2 separate regions of the Mus musculus genome follow, and region 2 is linked to region 1. A link is a contact called in public Hi-C data. All regions are on one chromosome and are shown on one strand. Each heading gives the region's core, a stretch centred on a gene start, on an enhancer-like site or on the middle of the called end of the contact. The rest is flanking DNA. Distances are from core to core; before and after follow the strand shown. Region 1 has its middle 37 kb from the start of Cdca7l. Region 2 has its middle 62 kb from the start of Gm31626.

Region 1 (4,141 bases), core at 1,147-3,646:
TGGAAAATAAGGCCAGTTACGATGAAAGAGAATTCTCACATCTAGGCCTGGGGGACGAGGGGGGGGGGGTGGCGGCAAAATAATGAGAGGCAGACTTCAAACAGGATCTGAGGGAAGATCACTTTTTAACCCTCTTAGCTGTTCCTCTGCTCACTAGTTTCTAGGGTTTCGTTGCGTTTCTTATTGTGGTGTGTGTACGTATGTGTGTGTTGGGGGGGGCGGGGGGCGACGTGTTCATGGAAGCCACAAATCAATATAAGGTTTCTTCCTTAGTTACTCTCCACGGACAGGGCTTCTCACTGAACCTGGAACTTGCTGATTGGCTAGACTGTCTAGCCACAGGATTTCTCCCAGGTCTGTCCCCCCCCCCCGGACCCCCCCCAGCCTTCCTCCAGCATTAGGAAGACACCCCCCCCGCACCGCCCCCCCAGCCTTTCTCCAGCATTAGGAAGACACCACCCCCCCCACCCCCCCGCACCGCTCCCCTCCCCCCAGCCTTCCTCCAGCATTAGGAAGACAGAAACGCACCACAGCATCTGGATATTTTTCTCTGGGTGCTGAAGATGCAACTTGAAGCCTCCTGATTGGATGGTGAGCATGAGCATGATGGATAGCCGGTTTCCCAGCCCGCAGCTGCACTCTCACGCAGTGTCCTTCACTGGTCACCACAGCTGCACTCTCTATTCTTGCTTTCGGGTTTCCTTCTCCGAGTTCATACGAATGTGCATGAAAAATGGCACACGGTTGAAGTGGAAAATGTGTGCAAAGCAGAGAAACAGGATGTATTGCAGTTTTGACTGGTGTATTCATAGAAATAGCTGAGCAGTGGGGTTAATACCTTATGAGCAATCAGACAGAAGAAAAGTGACAAAGACATTCTCCTTCTGATTTTAAGAGATCAAACTGTTTGGAAGAATAAAGAAATACACCATTTACTTAGAGAAACTCAACCTCTACTGTTGAGCTGAGGCAAAAGCTGCATACTTTACAGCTCCAGAGTCGGCCGTACATGTGGCGGTTATCACCCACATGAGCTCCATCGAAAACTGAACACAGAAAATTACCACCATCCCGAGTTTGCCTGAGAAATAGGAGACGTCACTTCATTTCCAAAGAAAGCTGAGGGAGGCTCTACTGCTTAGGAAGAGTGACTGAGCTCTGATGACACTGGAAGGAACCACACAGCTCACACTCTCTAGACCTCGTTAAAAATAAGAAACCACACCAGTGGGCATGGATGCAGTTGGCTCCTGTGCTGACCATCCCAAAGCAAGGGCAGTGGGGGCAGAGCATGCTACTTTAGCAAGTGGGGAACTGTTTGGTGGTTTATAGAATATCAGGGCTCTCTTGACTGCTCCATACCAAAACCTTAAATTAAGTTAAAAAAGAAAATCTTTATTATCCCACCAACATGACTCAGCATGTTGGCTGCAAATGGGATAAAGCCCTTTTTATGGGGAAATAGTTTTTTCAGTGTGGTGACAGCTGGTGAGTGCTTTCCTGGAGGGACATGGGCCACAGGATGGAGCACGCAGGACAATTCACGTTTCCCAAAGGTGAGTCTGAGGAGTGTGGGGGCTTGACTAAAGGAATTTATTTGCCCTGATCCCTCCTCCATGGACCTTTCAGAGATTACACCAAAGATGGCAGATGAGAAGCTACCAGAAGGGACAAAGTGGGTGGGGGAGGTGAGGGGGAACAGAATGGATTATGAATTTGAAAATTGCCAATTATCTTGTATCATACAGTCCAGAGCCCTGGCACAATGATCAGCCATGATCCAGATTTTTCAGCTTAAATGCTTTACATTCAAGCAAGCAAATTAACCATAAAATGGGGGAAGGGGGAACACAAAATATCCCAAGAAAGAATAAACTGCAGATAATAAGCTCCAATCTGGTGTTGAATGCAGCCCAAGATACCAATTGTTTTAAGTCACGACAAAGACAGCTGAATGCTCGTCTTGTGGATGCGGAGCGAGGATGATTGCTTGCCATGAGTATCTTCTCTCACAAATAACAGTTTTTTCGCTCTTAATTTTCTGCTAAATTGGAAGCTAACTGCTTCCCACATTGTCATCGGAACACCTGCAGCTGTGCTGGATCTCTGCGCACCATTTCTTTTAGGTAAAACAGCACTCCACTTCCTTCAGCTCCTCATTATACGGAGGTCTTCCTTTCACTACACTAAGGCACTAATGATTCAGGCAGGCTGGTCAGTCATTAAGTGACAAGCAAATGATACCGTGTGCAACGCGTGAGTAATCGGTCTGAACAAATGAAATCACAGACTTGCCTTTCCCATCATTCACTTCACAAACAGTAGCAATGTGGTGCACAGCAGGTAGCTCCGTTAAAACCAGCCTTGTAAAACAAATTTCCCCGCAGCCTGTGGAAGGGAACAGCGATGACGTGCTGGATGCTTCAGTCTCCTGGATGGTGCCCAGAGAAGTTAAGGATGTCTGGGGGGGGAGGGAGGAGCTGGGGGGGAGAGCCTTGGGACATACATTAGAGTAATTAAGGGTTTCGTGTCTTATTGGTATGGTTTTTCATTTGTATGGATCTCAGAAATGACTGTTGGATTAGCAAACCAAAACATCCAGCATGCATCATCAGGAGGGAGCTGTTAAGAGACTGAAGTTAAGTTCCTAAATAAATGTTCTAAATTTGGAGTCCCAAAGACGTCACTGATGTCAGATGGATTGCTAGGAAGCTGGTGATGCAAATCCCAGCAACAGCAACTCCACAGCCATTATTTTCACAGCAGATCCCCTTTTGATTCATCCGCTGTGCTGAGAACAGGGCAAACTAGAAGCTAATAGGGATTGGGCTTGTGCTAGAACTTAAAACGCAGTAAGTTAGCCCCAGAAAGAAGAAAACAAGATGAGCTGACTCAAACCTCTTTGCTATCCCTGTCTTTTCTCTTCCACTGTCTGACCAGTAGACCTTGGGCTACGGATGCCAGCACAAGGAGAAGCTGTTTCTTCTAGGGACTGGACTCCCATTGAGCTTTGCTCACTGTTTCTCCCCCATCATGCCTGATGGATCTAAACTATGTTCTTAATGGACAGGCTGCGCCATGTGACTGACATCAGCTCCTTTCTGCCAACAGAGAGAAAAATGGAGTCTGTAGCCGGTGCGTAGTTTTCCCTTCCCCAGGCACCCCAGTTCTGGCTTCATATGTACTCATCTGGAGCTTGTTGGCTGCTGATGAAAGTTCCCAGATGAGGGCCTGAGTAGTGGCTTAACTGGACCTGTATGCTGTGCATTTGCTGCACATTTTGAGCAGCATCAAGGCCGGAAGGTACCCAGGAGGCCAGCACTGCAACCCAGCACTGGATTTGCATTCTGGCCTCCCAGATACACACACACACACACACACAGAGAGGGGGGGGGGAGGGAGAGGGAGAGGGAGAGGGAGAGGGAGAGGGAGAGGGAGAGGGAGAGGGAGAGGGAGAGGGAGAGGGAGAGGGAGAGGGAGAGGGAGAGGGAGAGAGAATAAACTAGCACCTGCAGCCTCCCTCTGTTCCCTGACACACTGGACACACTCAATTACCCATAATATGCACCCCTGACCTGAACTCCAAACTTGACCCTACTCTCACATCTGAAATGGTTTCATCACTAACATGACACCAGATGTAGAAAGGTCTACATTAATCTCGTCATGAGAGATCGAAAAAAAGGAAAAGTATCTTTAGGCTGTGCATATAAGATGTATATAAGACATAGATGAGTTTCATATTAGACTCCATTCACAAAATCTCTCCTTGTACTTAAGCAGGGTTCCCCAAATCCAAAATTCCACCAGCATGAAGATAATGGATACTGAACCTGCTCCACAAGTAGAAGGGAGAATGCCCCTTCAGGTTAGGCAAATCTGAATGTTGTAAAGTTGCTTTTTAGTGTTTTAGACTGGAATCTTTTTGTGAAATGGCTTGAATGCCTTGACTCAAGTTCCTGTTACAGATCTGTGATCATAGGTGGATGTATTAGTCAGGGTTCTCTAGAGTCACAGAACTTATGGATAGTCTCTAGATAATAAAGGAATTTATTGATGACTTACAGTCGGCAGCTCAATTCCCAACAATCGTTCAGTCACAGCTGTGAATGGAAGTCCAAGGATCTAGCAGTTACTCAGT
Region 2 (4,407 bases), core at 895-3,394, 920 kb before region 1:
ATAGATCCCAGGTGCAATGAGAGCCACTGTGGGGTAGTTGTGGACACGATGATGTATGGTTAGGTATTAGAGCACTGGACAGGTAGAGAAAGGACTGAGTATTATGTAAGTGGAACTTTCACAACAGAAAAGTGACTATAGCCTTCCACACAGGACAAGATGTGATGGTATCAGGTTTATTAGCTCAGTGTATACAAAGATTTCTAATACAAACACAAACTTTCGCTAATGTACAAACAGGCACAGACTGTAACTTCCTGTTTGAACTCTACTGTGAATTGAAACATAGAGTCTGAAGCATCCTCTAGCGGGTGACATCCCCATTTGCCCATAACTGCCTTATATTCAAGAGCTGGGTAGCCTGGGCTGTGTTCAAGTTCAGCCTGGAACACTAAGGTCATAAAGATGACATCATTGGGTCCCATTAGAGTGCAATTGGGGCCTCAATGGGAATGAAAATTTAACCATTCTGACTTCATCTTGTCCTTTCAAGAGTATAAGGTCATCTTGTCTTAAGCATACCTGAAGGAGAATTACAATGCATGCTAACATCCAGAAATGGAGGGCATGCTGTGAAAGGCTATGTGTAGTTCTAACTGAGGAAATTCTCTTATTCACAGCACCAAGGAGTCTAAAACCAGACAGGCTCCCACTTTAAATGCTGAATAGTCTCCAATAGCAACTAGACTTGAGTTTGCTGGCCCTGAGGAGGCTGAGTTTCCCCTGCCCTTCTTTCATTTTTTTTTCCTTCCTTCTTTGTTCTTTTACATTGTAAAAATGTTTTCCCCACCCATCTAAAACAGAACTAGGGAAATGTATAAGTATGGTCTCAAGCATCAGCTCTTTGATGTCCTTATCAGCCTTGCTTGAAGGAAAGGGCAATGTTTATTGAAACACTGTACTCTGGACTACGGATTCACAGGCACCACAAATATCTACTCATCAACCTTGACACCTTCATTTTTTTTAAGGCACCTATAATTTCCATGCTTCTATTTACATATTCAATTACAATAGGGTGTCCTGGTCTCTTACTCTGTTCTGTTTGCTCACTAGAGATGGAGACTACGGATTGTGAATATGTCCCCCACAGGCAATGTCCATATCGGGGACTCAATGTATGTTTGGTGTGTCGATATTGTGTAGCACTGTCTCAGGGATTCACAAGTAGTCACAGACCTTCAGGGAAATGAATCCACTCTGACTACATTCCAGTGAGTCATGAGAAACAATAGTCATCTTGCCTAGAGAAGCTATTGTAGGCTATGGGGACCACAAGAGATTGGTTTTAAAGAAATGTGCTTATAAAAGTTCACCATTCACAGAAGCAGATCCTTCCTCCTCTCAATGGCATTACCAGATCCATGATCTCTGACAGACACTTGATCCAGCTTGATCTGGATCTAAATTTGCACTGAATTCCTACTTGGGCAGCCTGGACCATGAGTTCTGAGCTCCTGCTCCTTTCACGATTACTATCCCAGGCCTTCTGTATTAGGTCCTAGGCTATCAGAACTGTCAATACAGGAAACATCACAAGAACTGGAATCAGCTTAATTCTATAGATTTGAGAGAAGTTCTAAGCCCCATTTGCCAAGCACATGCCAAGCCTTTGGAATTCAAATATTCCCAGCTTCAAAACTGTTTTGTAGCATAGCCATGCATTGATAACAATAGGGCACATTCTGAGATTACATTGATAGTTGATTTTTATCATTGTGTGAACACCAGACTCTGCTTATACAAATTAGGACAGCCATAGATAGCATTTTTAAGGCAGATAGATGTATGGGAACACATAGTCAATACGTGATAGATGATAGATGGGAAAAGGTCTTATGTGGTGACTATAATCACCCCCCAAAAATTAAGTTGTAATGTGAAAAGTACCCTCTAGGAAGCTTTTTTTCTTGTTGATTATGTTAAATGTATCTTCAATTTTATAGCACAGTTCAAATGTTTCAGTCCAGGTTATCTCACTCAAAGCTAGTAACTATTTCCCATTTTTAGCTCTGGATACACTGCAAACATTTGAAAACCAGAAAGAAACAAACCAACAAACCTGACTTTTGGATGCTTACCAGAGTCGGCTTCCCAACTGTCATCACTCACAGCTAAAATAGCCAGCATGGCTACAGCCCATGCTCTCTATTTAAACATCTGATATGTTCCATTTCTAATTCAAGGCTATCCATGCGCTCAGCCCAGATTCCTGTAAGATTTCTGTCTTCACTTTAGAAAAGACAAAATATAGGCATAGAGATGAGGTGATTTCCCTATAGCCACATAATAAATAAAAAGCAGGGTAAAACTCCATTCAATGTTATTTAACCCAAGGAACTTCACAGCTGACACTCAGATAAATCTTATTTTCATACTTTAAATGTTCACTAAAAAAACACTTTCATCTCATTGTTTTCTTGAGATTCTTTAAAAATTGAAAACATTAAGCCAGGTGTGGTTGTACATGCCTTTAATCCCAGTACTCGGGAGGCAGAGGCAGGTGGATTTCTGAGTTCGAGGCCAGCCTGGTCTACAAAGTGAGTTCCAGGATATCCAGGGCTATACAGAGAAACCCTGTCTGGAAAAAAAAATGAAAACATTTATTTGAATAAATAGTAACCTTCAAAGTGGCTACTGGGCGTGGGTGGGCAGACAGTGGAGTAAGTCTAATTTAGTAGCTTTGTAATGATCTATTCAATTTTTTACCCACATTCTTACATTGAATTAGATAGTTATTAGATTGAGTATAGATGTCAACCCAAACTAATACAGACTCTGAAATTTCCTCTTTGGTAACTTTCTCATTTAACTCCAAGTCTGAGTTCTGGATTCCACTACATTTTTATCTTTGGAGTCAACCCTACTCCAAAGTAACTGGGCATTGAAATTGCATTGATGGTTCAGACACCATATGCTTTAGAGTTATATAGTAGCTGTGTGTGGCTTTGACAAATTTGATTAATAAAATCGAAAGGGTCTTTTCTGCAGTTAATAAAGAGTGATAGAACAAAAATATTTACTATGTACTATGCCAGCAGCGAAATTAACCAGTAATAATTGTTTTCGGTGGTACCAATCAGCAGCTGAGAAAAAAAAAATCCCACAGGTCATTATATTTACCAAAATTAATGAGAGGGTTCTGCCTATCCTCTTGTATATCACTCCCTTAAACATCCTGAGTCAACACACACACACACACACACACACACACACACACTCACACACACACAAAGAGAGGGAGGGAGGGAGGGAGGGAGGGAGGGAGGGAGGGAGGGAGGGAAGGAAGGAGAAAGAGAGAGAGAATTCTTCTCAATGTTTGCTTCTCTGGAAGCAATTTTATAAACTTTATTGGCATTTTATTGGTGATATGGCAAATTCCTTATTGCTATTCCAAGCCTATAATTTACCTTGAGCCTGCTGGTGCCAAACTTCCAAAGACTCACCCCTGTCGTGCTGGAGATAGTAGCTGAAGGTCACACCTTTCCTGTGGTGACTTTACTCTCTGAGTCTTCCACTGCAGGCAACAGATAGACACATTCCTTCAGAGGGCAAGTGCACATAGGCTATCTAAAAACAAGGAGGAACTCGTTCCCCCTGGAAGCTTCATATTGTTGAAAATGGGAATGCTTCAAGACAACAGTTCAGTTGCAATGAACTTCTTCCCAGAAGGCAAGCATGGCTCATATTGGACCTCAGTTTTCTGGTCAGTATCCTCATTGTCTGGGAATGGCTTTCAGTGGGTAGTGTGGATGACTACTCTAGAGACTTATCTTAATTGAATGCTGCTTACAGGTGTTCTTTGAATGAACCTGAGAAAGAGACACTTGATACAACTTTTCCTTGGAGTTAATAATATTAAATAATAATAAATATTGATAAAAGTGTTGGGGACTGAAACTCCTGACTGCATGACACTCACTGCCAGGAGAGGTCATCTGAGGAAAGAGCCTGGAATCACATGTCAACACAATCTCTTAGGTCCCATAGTTAAAGAGACCCTGAGTTCTCAAACAGTTCTCTGCCAAAGGAACAAAAGCAGTTCATGTTGGGTAGTGAACATGGGAAGGAGTTCATCTTCCATAGTGGACTCTTCACCAACAATCTCATAATAAAACTGTTTCTTGTGACTGTGAACATGCTACCTCCCATCACTTCAAACCTGATTCTGTCATTTCTTCATTGGTGTGTGAATTAAAGCATGTGGATTCAGGAAAAGCAAAACTGGTGGTGAGGGTCAAAATGTTACACTATCCTTATGCCCAAAGATGAAACAATCCACACAGAATAGAAAGAGGACTCTTTGTAGATATAACTGTGAAATAACTCTCTGTGTCAGCCAATATTGATATGAAAATTAAACTTAGATTTTTCTGATATTCTGCTCTCATTCTCTTACTGTGAGAG

What was found. Hi-C and Micro-C count contacts between places; a contact is called where the count stands out from the background.
Region 2: a contact with region 1 is called in a Hi-C map of cortical neurons, with 4 times the contacts expected there. The contact joins two enhancer-like sites. A contact is called at or near these places in 2 of 484 Hi-C or Micro-C datasets (both in cortical neurons) and 1 of 9 other capture datasets (embryonic tail).

The regions. Positions count from the first base shown.
Region 1 is chr12:117,804,311-117,808,451 of GRCm38.p6, reverse strand. No RefSeq gene overlaps it. Among named protein-coding and RNA genes, the nearest start is that of Cdca7l, 37 kb to the left of the region's middle. Within about 2 kb of position 2,396, at least 30 of the 459 cell types and tissues checked have an H3K27ac peak or open chromatin away from gene starts, as enhancers often do. A contact at or near this core is called in cortical neurons, where this site is marked.
Region 2 is chr12:118,721,283-118,725,689 of GRCm38.p6, reverse strand. No RefSeq gene overlaps it. Among named protein-coding and RNA genes, the nearest start is that of Gm31626, 62 kb to the right of the region's middle. Within about 2 kb of position 2,144, at least 1 of the 459 cell types and tissues checked has an H3K27ac peak or open chromatin away from gene starts, as enhancers often do. A contact at or near this core is called in cortical neurons, where this site is marked.